Regions from separate parts of the Zea mays genome. Here region 2 is linked to region 1. Evidence: chromatin contacts called from public Hi-C data. All regions are on one chromosome and are shown on one strand. Each heading gives the region's core, a stretch centred on a gene start, on an enhancer-like site or on the middle of the called end of the contact. The rest is flanking DNA. Distances are from core to core; before and after follow the strand shown.

Evidence for each region. A called contact is a pair of places that touch in the nucleus more often than the background predicts.
Region 2: a contact with region 1 is called in a Hi-C map of leaf, with 2.7 times the contacts expected there. The contact joins the promoter of LOC606433 here to the promoter of LOC103634720 in region 1. A contact is called at or near these places in 8 of 25 Hi-C or Micro-C datasets (ear, endosperm, leaf and 3 more) and 1 of 3 datasets of contacts at active chromatin or transcription factors (leaf).

What each region holds. Positions count from the first base shown.
Region 1 is chr8:7,437,677-7,442,900 of Zm-B73-REFERENCE-NAM-5.0, reverse strand. LOC103634720 (NAC transcription factor NAM-B2) reads right to left here and starts at 3,169. Exons shown (of 3, transcript XM_008657306.4): 1 at 2,808-3,169; 2 at 2,295-2,635; 3 at 494-1,511. The coding sequence starts at 3,027. The coding sequence ends at 876.
Region 2 is chr8:7,706,910-7,712,133 of Zm-B73-REFERENCE-NAM-5.0, reverse strand. It overlaps LOC606433 (NAC domain-containing protein 100), which reads right to left and starts at 2,136. Exons shown (of 3, transcript NM_001308499.1): 1 at 1,876-2,136; 2 at 1,377-1,717; 3 at 373-1,237. The coding sequence starts at 2,083. The coding sequence ends at 707.

The sequences.
Region 1 (5,224 bases), core at 1,920-4,419:
AGCTAGATAAGTGGAGGGCGCTGAGAGTTTGTTTGATTAGAGGTGGATTGAGAGAGAATAGAAGATTAAATCTCTCTATTTAATTTTAAATAGTAAAGGATTTAATCTTAATTTTCTGCAGCAGATCCTCTATCTTATATCTTATTTTAAACTTTTCTATGTAAACAGTGTTATCTATAGTTTCACGTCTCTATTTTCTATACTCTATGGAGACACAGTCCGAAGAGGCTAAAACCTCTTTAATATTAATTTTGAATAACAAGAATATTTTAGCCTCTCTAATCTCCATCATTTACCTTGCTCTTAAACATGTCCTAAAGATCAGGCTGTTTGCTTCGAAGGCTGGAAATCGCGCATGGCCTAGACCGTCGATTTCCCAGTGCCTACGTATAAGAAATAATAATAATAATAATAATAATAATAATAATAATAATAATAATAATAATAATCTAGACATTTATATATATGTGCTATGTATCTACTCACATATATATAATGGAAAACAGATTTTTATACATATTATGGGATCTTATTCAACAAATGTGTTCTTACATGCATGTTACAACCTATAGCTACCTAGGTGCATTACATCTAGCTACAATCAGATCTAACTATAGCCAGTGAAATCGTCACTGTAAATATCCTTTTGCTCTAATCAATCTATTTTTACACAGTTACAATATAAACTTGGGTAAGTATATATATTATTTATAACTACATATATAATATATACTAATAATCCATAAATGTTGAATTCCTTCCTTATCAATCATGAATACTAATGAAATTAATAATCAGCAGCGGTATTCTTTCCTAGCTAGCCCTAGCATAATCAGCAGCGAGGGAGCGACCACCCATGCATGCATGCTGCTGCGTCATATTCTGTCGTGCAGCTGATGAGAAGAAGTCTGTCCGGGCTCAAACACGGAGCTGTTTGCAGCCATGGACGACGACGATGAGTGATGATCGCCCATCACCCTCTTGCTGCTGGACGACGACGAAGCGTGCAGCATGTCAGTAATGCCACCGTTGCAGTTATCCTCGTCCACGGAAGACCGCCTCTTGAGTGGGCTCAGCTGATGCTGCTGCGCTACTACGGAGGCGGCTGCAGCAGGCTCGCCGCCGCCGTTACCGAAGTCGTAGTAGAACCCGCCTGCTGCGTCCGTCGCCGTCCCGGGCTGCGCCGTCGTCTCCGTTAGCGGGGTGGCCTCGAACAGCTCGGACACGGCCGAGTAGTCGAGGAGGTAGTCCGAGATGGACGCCGGGCGCGGCAGCGGCCGGGCGGCGTAGTACGACGTGGCCGCCGCCGCCGCCAACGCCATGATGTCGTCGTCGGCGGAGACGGAGGCGGAGTCGTCCGCCGGGTGCAGGCGGCTGAGGTCGAAGCCGCCGCCGCCGTCCATGAACGACGTCGACGACGCCTCCACCTCCTCGTGCGGCGGCGGCGACATGCTGTACGCCAGCTGCGGGGTGGTCTTCTTGTAGATCCTGCACAGCACCCAGTCGTCCAGCTGCGGGTGTTGTCGACCAACAGTAGGTGTCAGTGATGGCTCGAGCTAGCTAGCTTTCGATCTCGTGACGTACGCCGAACACGTGTCATTGACTGGAAGCTAATTAGCTCGGGAGCGAAAGTGACCAGTGCGCGCGATCAACACGCCAATAATTGGCACACGGATGGGAATTGGGATGGATCAGTTAATCTGGTCGCTGTGTATATCTCGGTCGAGCCGAGCGAGTTGACGTCTCTCTCTATCAAGGAGAGAAGGGGTTAAAGAAACGCAGTGGTTCATTGACCCCGGGAACTTGCTTAAACTGGCATCCACACACAAGCAACAGGAGGAAGAAAACTTTCAAAAGTAACAGGGAAAAAAAGAAAAAAAAAGATTCCTAGTTATATGCGGGTGCAGGCTAGCTCTCCTATCGTCATCAACCATATAATAAAGACAGAATCAATTTTGCACGGCTGTCCTCCTCTCAAAACTCAAAACTAATCGAGTAATTACGTACGCCAGATCTAAAACCAAAAGCAAGAAGACAGACACGCGCATATGCACGAAGTGTTTTTCTGTTCTGTTCTTGTTTTTTTCTTCTTCCTTCTCGCAATTTATAGTTAGCTTTGGATACAGTTTGTAGCTAGCTAGCTAGTCGTTAGTTTTTGGATAAACTGGTTTTGTGCATGGAGATTTGAAGGATCGTCGATCGGATTCGGATCTCTCGGAGTCCACGCTACGAGTACGATCGAGCTAGCTAGGCAGTGACGACGACTGTGGAGGTGCAGTGGCGTGCGCGCGTACCCTCATGGACGACGAGGCGTTGTTCTTGAACCGCGTGGGTCTGTAGGCGTTGACGACGGCGTGGAGCGCCTCGGCGAGGCGGTACTCGTGCATGATCCAGCTCGTCTTGACGCCCTTGGGCGGCCGCCCCCTGTAGAAGACGAGCGCCTTCTTCACGCCGATCATGCCGGCGGCGGCGGCGGCGGAGGAGGAGGAGGAGGAGGAGAGCGTGATGGGCTTGTCGGTGCCGGTGGCCTTCCAGTAGCCTGACCCGGCGGCGCGGTTGGGGCGCACGCCGTTGGGGTACTTGCGGTCCCTCGGGCTGAAGAAGTACCACTCCGCCTCCCCGAAAACCGCCTTGGCTGCATGCATGCGTGGCAGAAACGGGATGAATGGTCGTCGTCGTCGAGCAAGCAATAAAGCATGATGCGTGCGTGCGTGCGTGCGCGCGCGGCGAACTTATTATGATGGCGGCGACATGCATGCATGCATGAAGCTCGATCGACGACGACGACCGATGGATGCCTAGCTAACCTGGCAGGTCCCATGGGTCGAACTTGTAGATGTCGACCTCGGCGATGACGGGGGCCGGGCACGGCGCCGCGGCCGCGCGCTTGCGGAGGTAGTGGACGATGAGCTCCTCGTCCGTGGGGTGGAACCGGAACCCCGGCGGCAGCGCCGTGCAACTGCTCGGCACGCCGCCGGAAGACGACGGCGGCGGCGCCGCCTGCAGGCCAAGGTCGACTGTCATCATGCGCGCGCGATCTATTTTAAGAAGAAGGGAGATTCAAGCGAAGGGATCAGTTTTAAGGTGGAAATGGCGCGGCGAGAGGCCTGAAATTTTGCGAGGGACGGGATCGGGGGATGTTATATACTACTAGCAAGAAGGGGAGGAGGAGGAGAGGCGGTTGCTCAAGGAAAACACCAAGGTACGTACCTACCAAGCTACCTAGCAAGCGCAGCAGAGCATAATGCCACATCAGATGCGGGGGTTTTTTTTCTCTCGCTGGTGCGCCGGACATTCGTGTCCCCGCCGTTGGATGCGGCGGGGGACGGCGGATGTCGGAGGGAAATGCCGGCGGCCGGTGGCGCCGTGCACGTGCGCGTGACGGCAGCGATGACTCATATGCGTGCATGGGCATGGGGCGTGCACGTGTCCATTGATTCGATCGATCCAGCGTACGTACGTCTATACCGACGCCAGGGCAATGAATGAGGTGCAAACTAACGGTGTGTTTGCTTTATGAAGTCGACACCATATTTATGAGATGATACATCATAAGTTCATCTCATAAATTTTGGTACAATTAACTAACTTTCCATGTATATACTAATTATTACCTTATAAGTAATGAGATAATGATAGATCAACTTATTATATTTCACAAACCAAATAAAAAAGTAAGGAATAAGAAAAAGATGAACCACTTCATTCCTCAAACTAAAAACACACCCTAAGTTTCTGTGTAAATCAACTAACAAAATTTACAAAAAAAATTAGATATACTTAATTGCCTACTCTCTACCACTGTATAAAATTTCAAGTTTAAATTTATCATATGTCAAGATATATATATATATATATAAATTCTGAGATATATATCAGAGTTTTCTTTTTTTATATATCCCTTAACCTGCATATGATGAACTTAAATTTCAAAATTTTATATCGTGGTAGAGTAAGCAATGAAGTACATCTATATTTTTTTCATTTTTTTTATTTTTGTTAGTTGGTTTATAAAAAGATTACACGGAAATTTGGTTTGCACCTGTCGAGATGTAATGCAATAAAATGCAACGTACGCGTCCATCTCTTGCACGTTCACTCCTGCTCGTGCTTTGGTCGTCATATTATTGTTACAGCTACAAGCTAGTTCACTCGCGCTCTTTTTCTCCGCCCGTGTACACAGCTGCATCCTCAAATACCACTATTTATTCTGATGCAATAAACAACCAAAAAACTATCTATCTATTCTGAATGCGCCAATGTAAACATCGAAACAAAAGCATATGCATGCACGGATCGGACCTAGCTACCCTCTACTCATCACATATGAGACTATCACCGTGTAGCAACCACAATCACATGGAGACGACGGAGATCTCTCCCTTGTTGGCTCTAGAAAACGAAAACGAAAATGGAATGGATCGATAGAAAAAAAAAACTTCTACAAATTATTTTCTTGACGGTTTAAAACCGTCAAGAATAGCTCGATCGGTCATTACCACTGGAAAGAGCATCATCACTTGGTCTCAAAACGGACTTGATATAATCACACGTTCTAGCTAGAATGTGGGATGACTTAACAAATCTTCATAACATAATTCGTTGAAGATCGTCTGCACAAGAGGTTTTCTTCCACTCATACTCCACAACAATATGCGTGCGTGCGTACATTACCTAACCCAGCATCCACCCATCGGTCAAGAAATAAACTAAGTAAAGCGCTGCCATTTCCATCCAATGCAATTAATGGCCCGCCCTCTAGCTACTACTCATCGGCGACGAGCCGACGACGAGATATATGTACTAGCTTACCTGAGTAACGCGTTTCCAAGAAAGAAAGAAAAAAACAAATGCGTGCATGCATATATGCTAGCTGTAGCTATAGTAAAAAATTGTATCGTATAATTGCCTGCGTTGACAATTATATGATCACATATCACAATAGATCAGTGACGTCTTTAACACATGCACACACCAGTTAGGATGTCTCTAACCAAGCCTCAAATGTGCCCAAATAAACATATACATTTTGCGCGCTAGCAAGCCATTGTAGACCCTTCCAGTAGAGTAGAGCGTGGATGAAGATGTGAAATTCGCTGAAGCGGTAACCCGTGCCTATAAATAGAGGAACAGTGTCATGGATTTGGGAACTTTTGAGGAACGGAACATGATTCATTCTTCTTTGTACAAAGTTGTATTCATTCTTTCCCTCTTGCTTGATTGT
Region 2 (5,224 bases), core at 887-3,386, 270 kb before region 1:
TCACGAGAACCGTAGTCCATGCATGCTTACACCTGGTGGATGAGGACAACCTACCTCATGAGGCGCCAATGGTATATATCTGGAGTACACAGATTTGCAGGTTTACTGGGGTGCGGGGAGGGGGGGAGGAGCGAGAAAACCGTGTTGCAAGCTATTATTGATATGAAGCGAATATAAGGTTAAACTATCGTCGTAGGATTTGTTTTTATATCCAATATATAGTCGCAGATGTGTGCAGGCGTGACAACTATATATCACATGCACATTTGGAAAGTAGCCTTAACAAATACTAACACCAAACAACATACTATAATTAACATATATATAATATAAACACGTATAGTTTAACGTTAATTTTGGCAATCAAGTTCATATAATTAAACAACATACTATAATTAACATATATATAATATATAGGTTCACGATAATATTGTACCAAACTCGAATCTGCTTCTTACAACCATCAGTCATCAGCACAACCAAGCAGATTACTAACACCAAACGAGACATATACCACACATGCAATGATACGGTGCATGTACTAGCTAGTACATCCATACACACACATAGCTTACCAACTACTGGTTATTACGGAATATACAAACCATGCATGCATCATATTTCACAAAATGCAATGCAGATATAGATATTACATGCATATTTAATTTATGCGAATTCATGTCTTTGCCCTCCACCCTCCACGTTTTCAGTACTTCCACACGCCATCCATCTCTATGGTGGTGGTGGTCGCAGGCCCTGGGCCGGCCACGGACATCATCGACGAGATCTCAGCGCCATTAGCCTGGTCGTCCTTCTGCGACACCATCGAGGACGGCCTACTCTCCGGCGCAGAAACATCGAAGCCGCCAGCGCAAGCTGTCCCCGCCGCGCCCATCTGGTGGTAGAAGCTCATGGGCTGCGGCGCGGCCATCGGATTGCCGAACAGGGCGGCGCCGTTGAGCTGGAACCCACCGGCGCCACCACCTATACCTGCTGCCATAGGAAGCATCGACATCCCCGCGCCAGCGGCGTTGGGGTAGTAGGGGGGCACCGGGTCCAAGGAGAAGTCTGGCAGCATGGGAAATTGCATCGGCATGGGGAAGGGGATGCCCGGGAAGTTGTTCTGATTCTGATCCATCTCAGCGCCGGCCATGGCCACCTGGTACGCCGGTGCAGCAGTGGTCTTCTTGATCCCAGTGGTCTTGTGGAACACACGACACACTACCCACTCATCCTGCTGCGCCGAATTTCGTTTTTGCAAACCAGGAGCGGAATCAGATTAGGGTAATTAGCAAAATAAAGCACATGTAGATCAATATGGATACATCCACATCATGCCGGTGCTGTTACACTACCGCTACTGCCACGCAACGCACCTTATAAGCAGAAGCTTTCAAGGCCGCCGCGGCGTTGGCGGCGGCTGAGCCGGTTGCGGACGCGAGGCCGGCGGGGAGCCTGCCGCTGCCTTCGAGCCTGTACTCGTGCATGACCCAGTTTGTCTTGTCACCCCTGGGAGCCCTGCCCCTGTAGAAGACGAGCGTCTTCTTCATGCCGACCAGTACCGCCACCCCTTCCGCGGCGTTGTAGACCTCCTTGTCCTTGCCCGTCGCCTTCCAGTAACCGGCCTCGGTGGCCCGGTTCGCCCTCAGCCCCGTCGGGTACTTGCGGTCCTTCTGGTAGAAGAAGTACCACTCTTTCTCGCCCATCTTCGCCTTGCCTGCATCATGCATGCGACCGACCGACTGAATTGAATCCACATCTCGATCGATCACTAGCCTAGGACAGGTATAGGCAGCATATATAGCAGCGTGCATATATCCACTGCACGCACGCACGGATATCAAGGCGATCGAGAATGATGCTTTGGTTACGTACTAGGGAGGTCCCATGGCTCAATCTTGTTTAGGTCGGCCTCCGTGATGGCGGTGCAGGTGAAGCGCGTGTTGAGCACCTTGTTGGTGAGGTAGAAGCTGACAATCTCGAAGTCGCTCGGGTGGAAGCGGAACCCTGGAGGCAGCCTGAGGCCGCCGCCGGCAGCGTCGTTCATCTCCTCCTGCAGCTGCGGCTGCTGGTCCGCCGCCATGGCTCTCTCTCTCTCTCTTGCCCCCGGCCCCCAACTGAGGTCAGTCAGTCAGTCAGAGATCCAGGAAGAGCAGCAGCAAAACCAACCGTAGTATCAAGCAAACAAAAGGATCTCAATATATAATCTGACAACGACAGTACTGAAAGAAAAACCCAACCGAAGCACACATACATGCACAAAAACTCTCTTCTTGAGCTGCAGGACCAAGTTGTTCGATCTCTGGTATTACAGTCAGTCAGTGAGCGAGAGGCACTGTGCCAGCCGCAGCGCGCGCGAGCGCGGCTTAAATAGGCGGGAAGCGTGTCCGCGCAAGCCACTTTCCGCCGAAGCCTCCTCTTTTTCTGGTGGCGTCTGTTTCTACTGGCCATTGGACGCTTGTTCTTTCCAACTGTGCCGCGCTTGTCCTCGCGCGCGCGGCCGCTGCTGGCGACAGACAGGTGCCCGGCTTCTGGAATGTCGTCTCTCGATCTGCCTGCGCGCGGCGTGAGACTGAGACCCTCCCTCCGGTTTGCCTGCGATTCCTGTGGACGTACGCGTCCGCACGCCGCTCTCGTATCCACCCACGCAGGCCGGCCGGCCGTCGCCGCCTCATCTGCATGAGGCGGCAACAGGAGGGCTGCTGTGCTGCGGCTGGCGCGCGTCGTCCCTCTCGTCGACATGCGCGCGCGTCAGCGGCCGGCTATATGCGCCCGCCTGCAAGCCCTTCGTGACCCAAGTCTGCGGACGACAGGCCGGATGGCGCGGGGTCCACGCTGTCTCGCACGCGGTGCAGGCGCTGCGCTGTAGACGCGCGTACGTACGTAGGCATCCATCTGGGACAAGCAGGCCGGTGACTGGGGTCGTCGTGATCTGGTACTGCTGATCATTGCGGGCGCCAGAGCGTCACTGCTCGACCCAGTACGTTTCCGGTGCATGGAGAACGCGCGCGGTGTGCTGGCTGACTCTGCTGGCTGTGTGTATGTATGTAGACACACCCTCATGTATCTATCTGCTCTGGACACGATACGATGATGTGTGTGTAGCCTGCGCTCACACTGTCACGCACAGAACCCGTGCGTATAGCTCTCGGTGCCCGAGACTGACAAGTGTGCGTCCACCAGGCGCGCCAGCCCCTGGAAACCATGGTCAGTTTTTAGCCCGCGTTACTGAGCCAGCTGCTTGATTTTATGCATGCATATGCAATTGCAGAGGATATTTTTTGCTTTTCTATTGCTTACTTTCGAAGGAATTGATTTAGCCAAGCAAGCTGCGTGATGATCCTCTTATCGAATTATCACGCATTGTGCGTGCTCTACATACAGATAGCTAGAGTAGTACGTCCATGCATGTGCCATGTATGCCTACGTGGTGCCGTAGTCCGCGCCGGGTGCATGAAGTGGCATGGCATGGCATGCCATGGCATGCTAGCGCTTTCCCTAGAAAAGTGGCGGCAACGTGCGCTTGTCCATGGGGACCATGGGTACATACGGTGCCATGCATGCATATATCTCATCACCTGTGATGCAACAAAGAAGACATGCCATGCATGCACGCATGAGTCTTGATCGTGACGTACTAGCTAGTCCACTCCCGCCAATCTGTTGGCGCCGCCGTCGTCCTAGGATTCCGCCGGTGCTTTAAGATTGTCCCACAATTTAATGCATGAAAAAACAATCGGATATAGCGTATCTCTCTTAATACATCCAAAAGATGCATGGTGTCATCCCAATCCACACGAATTAATGGCCACCCAAATCGAACCAGTCTAAAAAAAAAACTCGTCATGCGTAATTTGTTCAGAAAATCCTCGAACCCTTCTCTATATCCATATATAGTGTCACTGTAGCCAGAACCACCACGAGCGATGCCAGACCTTAGACTTAATTATTAGGGCCTGTTTGAAAGTACACTGGTTCCTATCCCGTGTTTCTAGAAACTGAATTATAAAGAAGAGTTGGGCTATGGTGTTTGGAACTTAGAATCTAAGGAAACAGTTTCTAGTCTTTTTGATACATAATTACTAGCATACCCTTTCTCTATTTTAAAAAGCGGCGGCAATAGTTGTAAATTCTATGAAACCAACAAAGGCATGATGTAATTAAACAAACATAAAAGTTGGTTTTAGCTAGAGAAGAGTCGCTTCTTGGTTTTTAAGAAACTTGGAGTTCAGTTTCTATAAACCGGTCACTACCGGAATTTGCCTCTTTGCCGAGTGCCATATTCTTTGCCGAGTATTTTATTTCGGGCACTCGGCAAAGAGCTCTTTGCCGAGTGCCACACAAAAAACCCTCGGTAAAAGAAAACACTCGGCGAAGAAGCTCTTTGCCGAGTGTTTTATTTTTGACACTCGGCAAAGAGTTTCTTTGCCGAGTGTCTTTTTTTGACACTCGGCAAAGAGCTCTTTGCCGAGTGTCACAAATACAACACTCGGCAAAGAGCTCTTTGCCGAGTGTTTTTTCTCCAACACTAAGCAAAGACAATTTAAAAATCACATTTTAAAGTAGTAAATTAATTCAAATGAAAAAGTTTTCAACTACAAATTTGTATAACTCATCATGATGTACAATTTATATATTGAACATTTCTTCATATGATAAAATAAAAATAAATTTGTTCACAAAACCTATATCTCTCTCGTAGTTTATGAAACTACGAGAGAGACGTATAGAATTTATGCATATTGTTAGAACCATCATCTGAGATAAACAAATTACCAAACAACCAAAATAAACTTTGTAGATCTTGAGAAGTTATAGACGTTTATAGTTGACAACTTTTTCATTTGAAGTCATATTGTCAACGAAAACTATGTCTGAATTTTAAAAATTTAAAATTTGAATTTTGAAAACGACTTCGAAAGGAAAAACCACCAACATGAAAGTTGTAGGTATTGAAGAGTTATGAAACTTTGTAGTTGACAATGTTTTAGTTTGAAATCATCTTGTTATGCAAAACTATGTTTGAATTTTGAAATTTGAATTTTTCAAACTGTCTCGGATGGAAAAACCACCAAAATAAAAGTTGTAGGTCTTGAAATGTAATGAAACTTTGTAGTTGACAATTTTTTGATTTGAAATCGTCTTATCATTGAAAATTTCGTGTGAAGTTTTTAAATTTAAAATTCAAATTTTATAAATGGTCTCGGATGTAAAAACTATTAAA